3 separate regions of the Mus musculus genome follow, and all the other regions are linked to region 2. Evidence: chromatin contacts called from public Hi-C and promoter capture Hi-C data. All regions are on one chromosome and are shown on one strand. The core of a region is the stretch at or near the end of the contact, and the rest is flanking DNA. Distances in the headings are between cores, read along the strand shown. Region 1 holds the start of Mrpl22 (mitochondrial ribosomal protein L22). Region 2 holds the start of Guk1 (guanylate kinase 1). Region 3 holds the start of Cnot8 (CCR4-NOT transcription complex, subunit 8).

Region 1 (2,700 bases), core at 69-2,568, 1.0 Mb after region 2:
TCTGGGAGCCACGTCACCACCACCCTTATCCAGACACTACAGAGCTGGCTCGTCTCCCATCCAGATACACCTGCAATCTCTAGGCCTTCAAACTTTCTTCTCCAGTTTGAATCACTGGTGTTTACATTTTACATAGTTAAAGCCAGCGGCACACTGTCACTTCACTGGGCCTTGGTTTTCATGTATGTAAGAAAGAGGAAAGAGGCAATGTCTCTAAGGCCTCTAACATCATTTTATATCATCACTCACAGCAGGGTGACAGAACCATAAGCTGCTCAACTCTGACTTCAATCTTTCAAAGAAGCCATTAGGATAAACTATTAAACAAGATTTTGTGAGCGTGAGGTACCTACTGTCTGCCATCCCTTAGAAACTGCCTTGCATTTCTCAAAACCTCAATACAGATTTGGCAATCAATATGGTGTCTGGTAAATTAAGTATGCCATGAATTAACAGTGACAAAGTTTCATGAATACTTACAGGTTTTATGAATACTCAGGACTGAAATGGGTTTTAAACGGAATCAAACAACTATAATTATATTATGTCAAAATATTGCTCCAAAGAAGCAATTCATTTGCAAGTACTATATATGTAATCGAAACTTCGGATGTACCCTACGGATCCATGCCAGTGCTAACTCAACTGCATAGGGACGCTTGTGTCCTAGCAGGACAGTGCATGGCCTAGGATCCCAGCCTCTGACTGGTAAGCAGAAGCCAGACTGACTTATGGCGAGACTCAAACAAACAAACAAAAGGCTTTCTCGAGAGGCTCCAGAATGTTCTGCAGAGCAAAAGGCTCAAACTCCAGTTGCTGAGAAACAACAGCGAACGAATGTACAATGTCAGGCAAGCCTCGAGTCTCCAAACAGTCCTTGCCCACGGCAAGTGAATAAAGAAATAACCAGGAATGTTTGTTGGTATAGCACACAAAGTCGAAGATTCGAATCGTGCCTACGGAATAGGGAGAGGCTGGTCAGAAAACACCGAGAGGAGCCCCCGGAGGCAACAGTCTCTATGGGGTTCTGGGTCGGGCCGCCCTCCACCTGAGGCCGAAAGTACTGCCTGGCACACAAGTGCACTGTGATCGATGCAGATCAGGCGCAGCCTGCAAGATCTTCGTGGCAGGACTCTTACCGCAGCGTCTGCGTTGCCCAGATCCTCAGGTTAGGTACCCTCAGTGCACCTGCAACGTGAATACGAGCTGTCAACTTCGATTCTCTTTATCTCCTCCTTCCCAAATTCTAAGAAAGACTCAAGCCTTACCCAACTCTCGCAGTAGTGCGGCCGCCATGCTGAGCCCTACGGAAGCCTCCGGGATCAAACGCCGGCTGACTATACGCATGCGCAGTCCGAGGCCGGCTTCCGGGACCGGAAAAGTCAGAGTGCGTTGTCATGGAGACCAGGAATGCGTCGTCCTTGTGAAAAGTCTGGTCAGAGCAGTCTTTCTTTGGAGTGAATGACCTCATAAAGACTGAAAATCAGAAAAACTGTGACCTCACCTCATAACAGCCTGAAAAGGGCAGGAGAACCTTTTAATCCTAAATATTTAAGGCCAAAGATACAAGAAAGACCACTGATCCAAATCATAATGGCCAAGTTAATTAAAGCAAGCAATTAATTAAAGCAAGCTTTTTTTATTTGCATACAGGAACTGCTTCCCCCTAAAGCAACGTTTGAGAAGGCAGCATCGGATATGAGGAAGACAAGGTTTCTATAGCTCAGGGGTTGGGTGTTTCCAAATGGATTTGCTAGGTGGAGGTTACAGGAGCAGAACTAGAACAGGAGCTGACTAATAAGTTAGTCCCATAAACAGAAACAGACTAGCAAATTGGTCATAACCACCTCCTGAAAGAAAGTTATGATCACAAGGTGGTCCTAAGAAGGTAGTCATAAAAACCTTTTTTTTTTTTTTTTTTTTTTGGTTTTTTGAGACAGGGTTTCTCTGTATAGCCCTGGCTGTCCTGGAACTCATTCTGTAGACCAGGCTAGCCTTGAACTCAGAAATCCGCCTGCCTCTGCCTCCCGAGTGCTGGGATTAAAGGTGTGGGCCACCATGACCGGCCATAAAAACCTTTTGAAACAAAGGTAGGATTAACAAGATGGTTTTGAAACAAAGACACAGTTGCCATTTTCTGGAACCCACAGAACCATGTATAGTTAAGATTACAGGTGTGGCATAGCCCAATCAGTGAGAAATGGAGGTTTAATCATAAACAGGAATGAATCTAGTTTGCCTCTACTATAAGATACCTTTTGGGCTGGTGAGATGGCTCAGTGGGTAAGAGCACCCGACTGCTCTTCTGAAGGTTCGAAGTTCAAATCCCAGCAACCACATGGTGGCTTACAACCACCCATGATGAGATCTGACTCCCTCTTCTGGTGTGTCTGAAGACAGCTACAGTGTACTTACATATAATAAATAAATAAATCTTTAAAAAAAAAAAAGATACCTTTTAAGCCTAAAATGGAGGCAGGCTGGTTCATCAAACTCTGTCTTCAGTGGGCCTCAGGGTTCTTGTTAAAAATGACTGTAACATCAGCATGTGGGAGACTGGTGTTAAAGAACCACCATGTTACACAAGCCGGGCTCTGTCTCAGAGAAAAGGAGCCTGGCGTAGCACCACATGATGTAATCCCAGCGTATGAGAGGCTGAAGCAGGAAGATCTCCACCAGTTTGTCGCCCTGGGCTGCAAA
Region 2 (2,792 bases), core at 42-2,541:
CTCAGGACTTCTCTCCAAAAAAAGCTTTTGGAAAGAACTGATACTTAACTCAACTGTGCTGCCCACTTTACTGCAATTCTTTAATAAGTTTGTTTTATTTAAGACAGGGTCTCCCTATGTAACCTTGATTGGCCTAGAGCTAACTATGTAAATGGAACCTGTCCTGAATGTTCTAAAGGTCGGCCTACCTCTACTTCCAAGTGCTGACATTAAAGGTGTGTGCCACCACATTGGGCTTATTTTTCTTTTATCTCCTGAATTAAAGACAACTTCAGCATTCTCTGAGATCTTTGCCTTCCCGTTTCTTTCTTTCTTTTTTCTTTTTTGTTTAAGATTTATTTGTTTGTTTGTTTATTTATTTATTTATTTATTTATTTATTTATTTATTTATTTATTTATTTATTTATTGTAAGTACACTGTAGCTGTCCTCAGACACTCCAGAAGAGGGAGTCAGATCTCGATACGGATGGTTGTGAGCCACCATGTGGTTGCTGGGATTTGAACTCCTGACCTTCGGAAGAGCAGTCCGGTGCTCTTACCCACTGAACCATCTCACCAGCCCCTGCCTTCCAGTTTCTTGAAGTAACTTATTTAAAAAATACTTTGGGGAGCCACAATAGTACATACTTTTGTTTGAGATGGGGTTTTTCTGTGTACCCTGGCTGTCCTGGAACTTGCACTGTAGACAAGGCTGGCCTTGAACTCAAAGATCCATCTGCCTCTGCTTCCCTTGGTATACATCTTTTTATTACCGGCATTTGGGAGGTAGAGGTAGATGGCTCTCTGGGAGTTTCCAGACAGTCAAGACTACATAGTAAGACCCTATCTAAAAAACTAAAAGACTTAAAATTAGGTGTATGTGTCTATGTGTTTGGGTAAGAGTACATGAGTGCAGGTGATGCGCCTGCCCAACCTGAGTGCTGGGAACTGAATCTGGGTCCTCTGGAAGAATAAATAGCACGTGCTAGCCGCCTCTTGAAATGATTTAACAGTTAACCGGCTAACCCGAAAATGTAACTAAACGGATTCGAAGCTGACTTCTGATGTGTTCCTCTCAGGGTCTTTGTAAATTGGTAGGGTTTGAGCCTAGGGAAAGAAAGGAGGGTACGGAAAAGGGCGGAGTTTGGAGAAGAAACAACGAAGAGAAGTGGGCGTGGTCGTCGGGGAGAACCGCGCAGTGCGCCTGTGCATCATCGCGGCCCCCCCCCCCCCCGTTGGGCTGAGGTGTGGCTGTCGCTTGGGGGCCGTGACAAGGCGGGATTTAATGTGGTGTAGGTGGGGCCGGCGAGGGAGACGTAATGTCAGCGGGCAAAGGTGGGACGTGGCCGGCGCTGGTGCTTTGCGTACTCGGTGTGCGTAGCCATGCCGCCCTCCGGTGTGTTCCGGTGGGCCGGCGCGCCGCTGTGACGTAGTCCTGCGGGCGGTCCCTGATGCTGCGGCGCCCGCTGGTCGGGCTGGCGGTGGCCGCCCTGGGTCGGGTCCCCGCGGACGGTGAGTGCGCTGGTGGCTGGTTGTCTTCGGAGTGGGACTTGTGGCAGCATATTTCCCTTGCGTGCCGTCTCCATCTTGTGGGGATGCCGGGTGAACGTGTTTCTCGGGACCCCAGAACGACAGGGATGGGCACGCGGAGTCCCAGCCACCAGCAGATCGGTGCAGCATGAGCCTAGTCTGCGCTCTTCCTCTGTTCCCTACCCAGCCGGCGTCCTGGGTAGGCTCAAGCACATGGCTTTACTCCTGAGCCATTGCGGGCGTTGGACTTCAGTGCCTGCAGATGGTGCAGGCCCTGCAGACTATTAGGATTTGGCTTGTCCCGATTTGTTTTGTTTTAGAAAAAAATATTAATCTGCCTTTGGGCTTATTATTCTCAGGCATCGTTTTATCCAACGTGGAAGTGGGCGGGGTTCGTTCTGGTGGTGCCTGGAGGTGGAGCAGGTGACATTAGCTCCGCGGTATCTGAGGAGAGAGGGAGAAAGCAAGTAAATGACTGGTCAGCCTTTGATAGGCTCCAAGGAGAGAAAGAAGAATGCAGTTTGTTTCTGTGGGTGCTCCTTCAGTTCACCTTGCAGGAGGTCATAGGCTAGTTATGAAAGCGACTACTAAAGTTGTTTCCCTTTCTCGTCTGTCTTGACAAACACAAAATATCCAGGAAACATGATGTAATTGGAAAAGAAAAGGCAGAAGGGGATGTGAGAGGAAAGAGCCCAGGCGACAAAGAAGGAAAGTTAGAGTAGGGTTGAGCTCTTGGGAGGCAGCCATATGAGCAAGGCTTCTTGTATCCCTGACTCTTCTGGTTGGGACTTAATCTTCCCTGTCCCATCCTGTCCTGTCCCCATCCTCCCTGATTGCATGTGATGGTGTCTGTCTTCCTTCCTTCCTTTCTTTCTTTCTTTCTTTCTTTCTTTCTTTCTTTCTTTCTTTCTTTCTTTCTTTCTTTCTTTCTTTCTTTCTTTCTTTCTTTCAAGATTTATTTATTATCTATAAGTACACTGTCTCTTTCTTCAGACACACCAGAAGAGGGCATCAGATCCCATTACAGATGGTTGTGAGCCACCATGTGGTTGTTGGGATTTGAACTCTGGACCTCTGGAAGAGCAGTCAGTGCTCTTAACCACTGAGCCATCTCTCCAGCCCCGGTCCCTATCTTTCTTGATTCTGCTTCTGCTGGTCCCTAGTCTTCCCTGCCCTGCCCTACCCATTCCCTGCCTACACGTCCTGGGCCTCAGTTTCCTTTGCTCTACCCTGTCCCCCATCCTCCTCCACCGTTCAGTCTTCCCTGACCCTGTAAAGCCTT
Region 3 (2,732 bases), core at 111-2,610, 1.1 Mb after region 2:
AGAAGAATGGGGCTGGAGTGATGGCTTAGCAGTTGAGAGCACTTGCTGCTCTTCCAGAAGACCAGAGTTTGGTTTCCAGCACCCATGTGAATTGGCTCACAAATGCCTGTAACTCCAGCCCCTGAGAATGTTGACGCCTTTTCGGCCTATTTTTTCCACCAACACACTCGTGATATTAATTATAAATTCATACATTAATAAACATTAAACCCTAAAAAAATTATCCTTCAAAATTCTTCAGGAAGGTTCGGAGGTTGAGGCTGCGTTCTCCCTTAAAGATTTATTTTTATGAGTGTGAGGGGGAGAGGGTTGAGTGTATCAACAGCTGTGCGATCTCTCCCTTAAAGGAAAATTTTGATCCCATGCAATGTTTGCCTCACAGGCTGGCTTTAAAACTCGATCCCCAAACCAAGCTACATTTGAAACTACAAAGGGAAAGAAAGGGGTTCTCACACACACACACACACACACACACACACTGCCCTGTGTTCTCACACACACAGACACAAAAACACTGACACACACACACACACACCCTAGGCTGCCAAGCAATCTGTTGTGACCGCTCCTGATTATCCAAACTTGGGAGCAGGGTGTCTGTGCACCCAGGTGGGCTCTGAAGAGCGAGGAGTGCGAACGCACGAAACCACGCTCTCCCTGCTAGCCGTGCAGAACTCAGTTCCACTGAGTGTCTCCTGCTCGTCGTCGGCTTTTGTTTGCGCCAGAGCGTCTGGGAGACAATCAGCTTCACTTCCCTGTTCCAGAAGACTAAACAAAAGGCTTTAGCAGTGCAAGACGGGCGCAGGAGGAAGCAGCGGCCCGTTAGAAGAAATGGCAACAGGTCCCCTCTGGAGCGTTCCAGGCCACAGCCCTGGACTTAGACGGCACCCCATCCAGCTTGCTGGCTCCGCGACGGCGGCCCTGCCACGCAAAGCTGCAGCACCCCAAGAGCCAAGCAGAGCGGCCTCTTGCCTCCCCCACCATTCCTTAGGCCTCCAGGCTGGACTCCGGGGACCGAGAGCCCCGTAGCCTCTGTGCCTCAGTGTTCCCGTGTGTAGGATGGGTCGCCACGGAGGCACTTCCGCCTCCTGCTCCTACCGTAAGCAACCTAACCTGCTTACCCTGGCTGGCGGCCCCGCCGAGTGCGGGCGGCAGCGGCCCTTGACCCCGAGCTCTCCTCCCTCTTGCCCCGGATCCGCTCCAGAAACCCAGCTCGACAGGGAGACGTGAGTCCTGGCGCCCAGAGCGGCCGACGATGGGCACCAAACCAAGAGGTTGCACCACTCTACCCGTCCGCCCTCCCGACTCGCCTACTCTCCGCGTCACTCCAGGCGTGCGCGGTCCCGCCGGTCTCGGCTCCGTCCCCCCGTGCGCGCTCAGATACCTACGCCCCGCCTCCCTGCGCAGGCGCAGAGCGAGAAAGTTGGGTTTGGCGGAGGGCGCGTGCGTAAAACGAGGTTTGCCCTGAGGCCTCAAACGGCGTCTAGCAGTGTAAACTTGGTCCCCGCCTAGGTTCTGGAGTATCATGAGTCGCGCCTCGGGAAAGGACGGGATCTAGAACTGGCCCCACTTCCTAACATCAGAGCATATTACGACTGTTGGTTGTAGGTGATGATGCAGGGCACATGGGGTGTCCTGACCCTCGATTACTGCAACCTGAACCCCTCATTCACTGACCATCTATTCACAGAACCCCTTCTGGATGACCATTAGGTAGGGGTGGGAGAGCGCCACCAAACCGAGTCATGAATGAGGTCAGCTGAGCACTGCCTCCCAGAACCTGGACGGCCTAAGCAGCGCTGCTCCGGGGCCTGTGCTGTCCGCTGTGTCCCTGGTATCACTGTGGGTCAGTGCAGAGAGAGAGGGGCCAGTCAGGGAGAGTAGGGGGTTCGCTGGTAGCGAGGCCATGCTGGGATGTATCGCCACCTCGTGCTTTCCCACGGGGCAAGAAGACTAAGACCTCCGAAGAGCGCCTCCCCTCCCCTGGTGCTTCCTCTCCTAGGGGCCGTAGGTAAGCATACAGCAGGTGTCCCCCTTCTGACATCCCGTCTCCCAGTCACTTTGCCCTTTTCATTTTAAACTTTTATTCCAGAAGAAATCCCCAAAATAGGACTTACTGACTAAATGAGAGCTAGCCTTTCAAACTGTGAAATCGCACAGCCAGCTTCTGGGGTAACGATGTCAGGGACAGTTTCTGAAGCCCAGCCTTTGTTGTTTCTCTCCAGGATCTGTAAATAGAGACACAAGACTGTGATGAGGATGAAACCCTAGACCAAGCCACAACCGTCACCACAAAGAACCAGGCCTGGGCAGTCAGTAACTGTAGCTGCGGTGGATTCCCTGCAACAATGTTGATGGGACTAGCTGCAGGGCTGGCCTCTTTTGAGGTGTTCGGGTTGTCTAGGCTAGGTAGACACTGCCTTCCCTCAGTCTGTTCAGTGCATGTCCTTGCTCTGTTCTGTGATTCGATTCAGGAGAGGGTGGACCTAGCATGTGCTAGTCATGTGAGGAGCAGCCGTTGAGTCCTTCAGGAGAGGGTGGACCTAGCATGTGCTAGTCATGTGAGAAGCATGGAATTTGGGGGGAGGGGGGGTTCTTGCCACCAATAGGCCTGGTGTGCTCTGAAAGAGTTGAACAGGAAACACCTGGCTTCCCCCCCACACACACCCTTCACCTAGAGCTTCTCACAGACACTAATTGTATTTCTGGAGGGACTGGAGGGGAGTGTCTAC

Evidence for each region. Promoter capture Hi-C pulls out the DNA fragments that hold promoters and counts their contacts. A called contact is a pair of places that touch in the nucleus more often than the background predicts.
Region 1: a promoter capture Hi-C map of the HPC-7 cell line shows a contact between it and region 2. The contact joins the promoter of Mrpl22 here to the promoter of Guk1 in region 2. A contact is called at or near these places in 6 of 39 promoter capture datasets (the HPC-7 cell line, cranial neural crest, embryonic stem cells and 3 more), 2 of 484 Hi-C or Micro-C datasets (B cells and cortical neurons) and 1 of 115 datasets of contacts at active chromatin or transcription factors (astrocytes).
Region 3: a contact with region 2 is called in a Hi-C map of B cells, with 6 read pairs. The contact joins the promoter of Cnot8 here to the promoter of Guk1 in region 2. A contact is called at or near these places in 3 of 39 promoter capture datasets (hippocampal neurons, liver and pre-B cells), 1 of 484 Hi-C or Micro-C datasets (B cells) and 1 of 115 datasets of contacts at active chromatin or transcription factors (embryonic stem cells).

What each region holds. Positions count from the first base shown.
Region 1 is chr11:58,170,282-58,172,981 of GRCm38.p6, reverse strand. It overlaps Mrpl22 (mitochondrial ribosomal protein L22), which reads right to left and starts at 1,318. Exons shown (of 7, transcript NM_175001.5): 1 at 1,269-1,318; 2 at 1,140-1,188. The coding sequence starts at 1,296.
Region 2 is chr11:59,190,451-59,193,242 of GRCm38.p6, reverse strand. Guk1 (guanylate kinase 1) reads left to right here and starts at 1,291. Exons shown (of 8, transcript NM_008193.3): 1 at 1,291-1,492. The coding sequence starts at 1,432.
Region 3 is chr11:58,102,598-58,105,329 of GRCm38.p6, reverse strand. It overlaps Cnot8 (CCR4-NOT transcription complex, subunit 8), which reads right to left and starts at 1,360. Exons shown (of 7, transcript NM_026949.5): 1 at 1,122-1,360.